Regions from separate parts of the Mus musculus genome. Here region 1 is linked to region 2. Evidence: chromatin contacts called from public Hi-C data. All regions are on one chromosome and are shown on one strand. The core of a region is the stretch at or near the end of the contact, and the rest is flanking DNA. Distances in the headings are between cores, read along the strand shown. Region 1 holds the start of Gin1 (gypsy retrotransposon integrase 1). Region 2 holds the start of St8sia4 (ST8 alpha-N-acetyl-neuraminide alpha-2,8-sialyltransferase 4).

Region 1 (2,700 bases), core at 173-2,672, 2.1 Mb before region 2:
CTGGATTCTGTATTTTTTCCTTAGTATTTTGATTTCTCTGCACATTCCAGGCAGCAGTCTTCTACTAGTGGGAATGGTTTTTCCCTACTATGCAGGGTATCTTTTCACTCAAATGTTTCCTTTGCTGTACAGAAGCCTCTCAATTGTGAGAGCTGCCCACATTAGCTACCGTGTCACTGTTACTATAAAATGAGCAGGAAAGGCACCAAGGAGAATGGTTTATTCTGAGTCACAGTTGGACAGCCCTGTGTCCCATGATAGGGAGGCCGGTCAGCTCGGGTGAGGCAGCTGGGCATATGCATTCCGTTAAAAGCTGAGCACCAAAGTGTTGCAATTTCATCAGGATATTTGATTAGGTCTTTACAGCATGTTCCTCGTACAACGTTAAGAACAACAAATATTTTTACCAATACTTATTGCTTAACATCTATAATTTTGTCTTGCGTAACCAATGAAAACAATTAACTATTCTTTTTATTTTTAGCATGAAGCTACTATTAAAGCCAATGAAAGGTTACACAGTAAGTTTGTATTCTAACTTCAAAACACAAAAGTTGTAATGTTTTAATAAACACAGGATTGTGGGATTAGGGTTCCGACTTTTGAATTATTCTGCTTTAATCTCTGAAAACTGAACCCGTACAATTATATATTAACTGGGAGGAGGCAGGGATAAGCCTGAGGCGGCAATACTTCAGACCATACCCTGCCTCTTTTCCCTTTATTTCCATATGCATACAGATAAAGCCGCACAGGACAAATTCAGGTCCATTTTGAAAATTGAGATTTTTTTAAAAAGTGTATTTTCCCTTTAGAGCTTTAAGGTCCCCACCCCACCCCCCTTGAGCTCGTTCCTTTACACAGGTGTACGTTTTCACACTGAATGGTGACTACTATGCAGGACGAAACTCCTCCAGCTTCGGACAAGCGCCGCTGCACTCGAGTTTTGAAGGCAGTCCAGCATTCGCCGCCGCCGGCAAGGGAGAGCTCCGCAAGCTTTTTGACACCTCGTTAACGGACCCCTGAGGGCTAGGTCCCGCTAATCCTTGCCTAAGCAGGAAAAGGACCGTTGACAGCTCAATTATACCGAGTCGCCACCTCCCTGAGCCCAACAGTCCTCGCCTCTTTGCAGCCACCATCCGCGGCGCTGTGCAAGTTCAAGGCCCTCCCGCCCCAAACGGCGCCTGCGCGAAACCTCCGCTAGTCAAACCCGTCCTTAGAGCAGTCGAAGGGGACCGTTTTAAAGTTACTGGAAGGCTACGTCTCCGTTTTTAAAAAAAATGAAGAAAAAAATAAAGAAAAATAGGTATGACAGAACACACTAGAACGACCACTCACCGAAGTGGTCCTAAGTGCAAACGGCAGGTTTTTAACTCTCCTCTCGCGATTTATCTGGTGCTACCGGAAGCGGAACTGCCGGGGGTCGGAGTTCTGGTGGCGCTTGTGGAACAGGAAGGCTCAGGCGGGTCGTTGGTCCGCCGGAAACTGTTCCGGCCGGTGCAGTTTCCGTGGGAGCCCTGTGGAGGGCGGGCAGGGAAGAGGCGTGTCGGAGGCTCCTGAGGTGTGCCAGTGCCAGCGGTTCCGCGGTGGCCGGCGAGGGAAGCTTCAGGTCCACGCCTCCGAGAGCCGCCTCGGCACAAGCGTCCTTCCCTCGCCCCCGCAATTAAAGGGGGAGGAACCGAAACCTGGATGGGCTCAAGCATCTCCCGCAGATCGCTTGCTGCCCGCAGCCACGGCAGGTGAGGACCGGGAGAGGCGACATCTCCGGCAGCCCGAGGCTCGCCGCCGCCTCCAGGTGTTTGCTTTGTCTCTGCTCCACGGTGCGGATGCGGGACACGTGGTCTTGCAAGAGCCACGGACAGTCGCGGAGGGCAGCGTGCTTGTGGACGAGTGACAGAACATCCCCAGGGTCCCTTTCAGGCTTGATTTCTCCTCCGCTTCCCGAGTCGCTTCCTCTTTTCATTTCTAGAGTTTGAAAAGCCCGAAATTGCAGTCCCGCTAGTTAGGGAGCTACCCACGTTCGACTTGTATTTGGATCTCCGTTCACCGAGGGGTGCGCCGTTGTTTGGCTTCTTCTGTGGGGAGAGGTGTCTGTTTCATTCCCTATCCTTTGCTCTGCTTGTCTTTGCTTTCCACACCCACTTCCAAAGAACAAAAGCACTGTGTGTGTGTGCACAGCGGCGTTGCAAGGTAAGAGACGAGGTTGCAGGTCAATGCCGCACCCGCGCCTTATCGATTACACAGCGTTGCGTCCTCCCATGTAGATAGTGACCTTTGGATCTCATCCTGGAGGTTCTGGACAACTTCCTGAGAGTTACCATTCTTGAGGTTTGTGGTAATGGTCGTTTTGCTTTTTGCGTCCTGGAAGACACAGAAGTAGGAAGCATGGCTGACTTAAGCATTAGCCTATACCGGGGCAGGATTTTGTTTCACTATTACAGTTTTTTTTTTCTAACTGAAACCCGTGGTTTTTGAGCAATAATATAACGATAGCTGATATTAGTGTGTAACAGTACCACATGGTTTGCACATATATTGTCATTCATCCTTTCAAGAGGCTCGTGAAGGTTGTTAGGTTATTATATTTTTAAGCCGGAAAATGGAAAGTTAGTGAGGTAGTGGAACTTACCCTGGTTACATTTTGCCACAGGAAAACCTTTGAGTGTTTACTAGAAACTAGATCTGAATCCAGCATCTGTA
Region 2 (2,821 bases), core at 204-2,703:
TTGGCTCTTTGGTTGCCTGTCCTGCAGAGATTAGGTTCTCAAAACTTAGGAGACTTAACTTCCTAAACCTTGAATAGAAACTGACACACATAAACAGGGTCTTATACTAAGCTCTGTTGGTTTACTTTTAAAGACCTCAGCAGCTAGGCAAAGGTTCTAGAACCTCGGGTTTTAAGCAAGGGTCATGTCTTTCTACTTAATGCTGCTCCTTGAGTCACTCTGAATTCTTCCTAAGTCCAAGGATACCCAAATCCTGGTGGTGAGCCTTCTCATTTGCTGATGTGGAAAGTGCAAACTTAATGGGCTAATGGACTAGCAAAGGTACTGCTCAGTGAAGGAGCAGGAAGTCAGACTTCAGAGCCTCTGGAATCCTGGGGCCAAGGCACACAGATAGGAAGGAGTCTGGTTTCCAGGCTCTGTCTCCTGCTGAGGAAGCATGTAGATGTTAGGTGTGATAAGCCTGAGCAGTCAGCTCTCTTGAATGTGCCAGAAACTAGGAATGGAGAGGTGCTCAGCTAGAATACTCAGAAAGCGCGCCAGCTGCACAATACAATAGAAGTAAAAAAAAAAAAAAAAAAAAAAAAAAAAAAAAAAAAAAAAAGGTAGGCGGGAAGAGGGGTGAAAATCAGAGCCCAATACACTTCAGTTGGATTTTCAAGAGGAGCCTGCCTTTCCTGCTTTTTACCCTTCCTTTCTTCTTCCCTAGGATTACGAATGTGTTGGTGGGTGTGCCGGAGGACGCTGCCTTTTCTCAGAATTCTGGTCTCAGCAGTGAAGTTTAAATGGCATTGGATTTGCCTTCACTTCGTGAGGAGTTTCCAAACGACAACGCGTGGGTCACAGAAGTGTCCATAATGTTCGTAAGGATGCCTCCGACTTCACTTGCTTACCTCAAGCTTCAAGCTGGGATCCTCATTACCCATCCACTCTGCGGGCGAGATCAGCTCATCAGCTCCTGTGAATAATCGTATTTTCCAGACAGAGTTGTGCACTGAATAATGAACGTTCCCCTTCCACTTCCCTGTTGGATTTCACTGTGCTTCGGTCGGGTTTATTCGCCCGTGCGTTTACGTATGTTTAGCAAACACGCTTTGAATGATAGGCTGCTTTCTCGAGCTATCCTTATCCCTAGCCATTGCGTTCCTCTGGTGGGATGAGTCTCATCTTTCTCAGATGAGATGAATGCTGGTGTCGAAGCTGGCGGATCTGGAGCCTTGACGTTTGGGCGTCCTAGGAGATAGTGTGGTTCTGTGTGTGTCTGTGGTTTGGGGGCATGTGCGCAAGAACGCGTCCGCGTGCGACTGTGAGCTTCCTCCACCCGGCATAGTGCAGACCGAGCTCACAACGACTCTCCGAGCAGCCGCCAGTAACGCAAGGCAACAGCAGCCTCCGCCCCCTCAGCACGGTGATTGGCTGGCCTTGCTTATCGTTTCCCTGCTACGGCGAGGAAAGGGCCAGTGACGCCCCCGAGCCCAGCTGCAGAAGAAACCGCCACCTCCAATGCACAAGGTGTCACATTTGAAAAGAAACCTGAGCCCCAGGGAGGCGGCGCAGAGCGACCCGGGCCCGGTAAGCGCTAACTGCGCGGCAGGGAGCTGGGCAGCGCTGGAGAACCGGGAGAGCTCCACCGCTGAACATCCTAGCGACCTGATTCTGGGATCTCGGCTCCACGCTCCCTTCGCAATTTTCAGATTTCTCCCCCTTGATTATCATCCCAAAACGGAGCCTTTATACCAGGAGAAGGTGCCTGAGCTGGGACAACCAGGACTTTCCCGGGCACCCAAGATGCGCTCAATTAGAAAACGGTGGACCATCTGCACTATAAGTCTACTCCTGATCTTTTATAAGACAAAAGAAATAGCCAGAACTGAGGAGCACCAAGAGACGCAACTCATCGGGTAAATGCATGTTCAAGGATATGACACCAAATCAAGCCATAGTGAAGTGTGCTTAGAGCCGGGAGAGTGACGTTTTTGGAGTGCTGTGTGTATTGGTTTGGGCGTGCTTGTGCAGAGTGTCATGAATTAAATAACAAAGGCTCTTTGGAGGTGTGTGTGCATGTTTCCCATGCTGGTTCTAGGATGAGTTTAACTTGCCCTGTGCAATGGTGGTGGTGGTGGTGGTGGTGGTGGTGGTGGTGGTGGTGGTGGTGGTGAAAGATGTATTGGCACAGGGTGCAGCTCACCAAAGAAGTCACTGCAGAAGTGTCAACAAAGAACGAGTGCCCTTGTCAGTTTAACGCTTGAGCAGAATTCAGAGATGTCTTTACTCCTCAAGCCTTCTCTTTCTTTCTTTCCTTCTGTGTCCCGCCAGTCTATGAGGACACCATAAAAAGCGGCGTTCTCCAAAGTTTATGGTCACAGAAGTGAAGTGGGTCTTTACTCTTTTTTGTTTGTTTTTGTTGGGGGAGGGGACGCCTGTAAGATCTATTTTCTTTCTTTCTTTCTTTCTTTCTTTCTTTCTTTCTTTCTTTCTTTAAGTTAGACATTTCAGTATCAATAAGGAAAATTCCTTATTCACTCCTCTACGTATAAAACTCCCGGGTTTCATGGTTACAGTTTTAGAAGGGAACTGGGAACTGCGCCTTTACAGACCATATCTGCTCTTTTTTTTTGAGTTTGTCAAGATGTGATCAAAATCTCCGCCCCATTAAGTTCTGTAAATATCTCACTTCCTTCCTCTCTCCCCTGGCTTCTCTGCCTTTGAAGTCTATCCGGGAGCAGAGCGAGCGATTTGTAACTTCTTGTCTCTGACAAGGCTTGGAAGCGCACATCTGAGGATATGGCCCTGTTGTCAACTCTGTTAAAAGTCCTGTTTCGGA

Evidence for each region. Hi-C and Micro-C count contacts between places; a contact is called where the count stands out from the background.
Region 1: a contact with region 2 is called in a Hi-C map of CD8 T cells, with 5 times the contacts expected there. The contact joins the promoter of Gin1 here to the promoter of St8sia4 in region 2. A contact is called at or near these places in 4 of 39 promoter capture datasets (the C10 cell line, the HPC-7 cell line, cranial neural crest and 1 more), 2 of 484 Hi-C or Micro-C datasets (B cells and CD8 T cells) and 2 of 115 datasets of contacts at active chromatin or transcription factors (astrocytes and large pre-B cells).

What each region holds. Positions count from the first base shown.
Region 1 is chr1:97,768,894-97,771,593 of GRCm38.p6, reverse strand. It overlaps Gin1 (gypsy retrotransposon integrase 1), which reads right to left and starts at 1,422. Exons shown (of 8, transcript NM_026250.3): 1 at 1,339-1,422. Ppip5k2 (diphosphoinositol pentakisphosphate kinase 2) reads left to right here and starts at 1,502. Exons shown (of 28, transcript NM_173760.5): 1 at 1,502-1,739.
Region 2 is chr1:95,666,226-95,669,046 of GRCm38.p6, reverse strand. St8sia4 (ST8 alpha-N-acetyl-neuraminide alpha-2,8-sialyltransferase 4) reads left to right here and starts at 1,453. Exons shown (of 5, transcript NM_009183.2): 1 at 1,453-1,898. The coding sequence starts at 1,786. It overlaps Gm30431 (predicted gene, 30431), which reads right to left and starts at 1,346. Exons shown (of 4, transcript NR_166710.1): 1 at 891-1,346.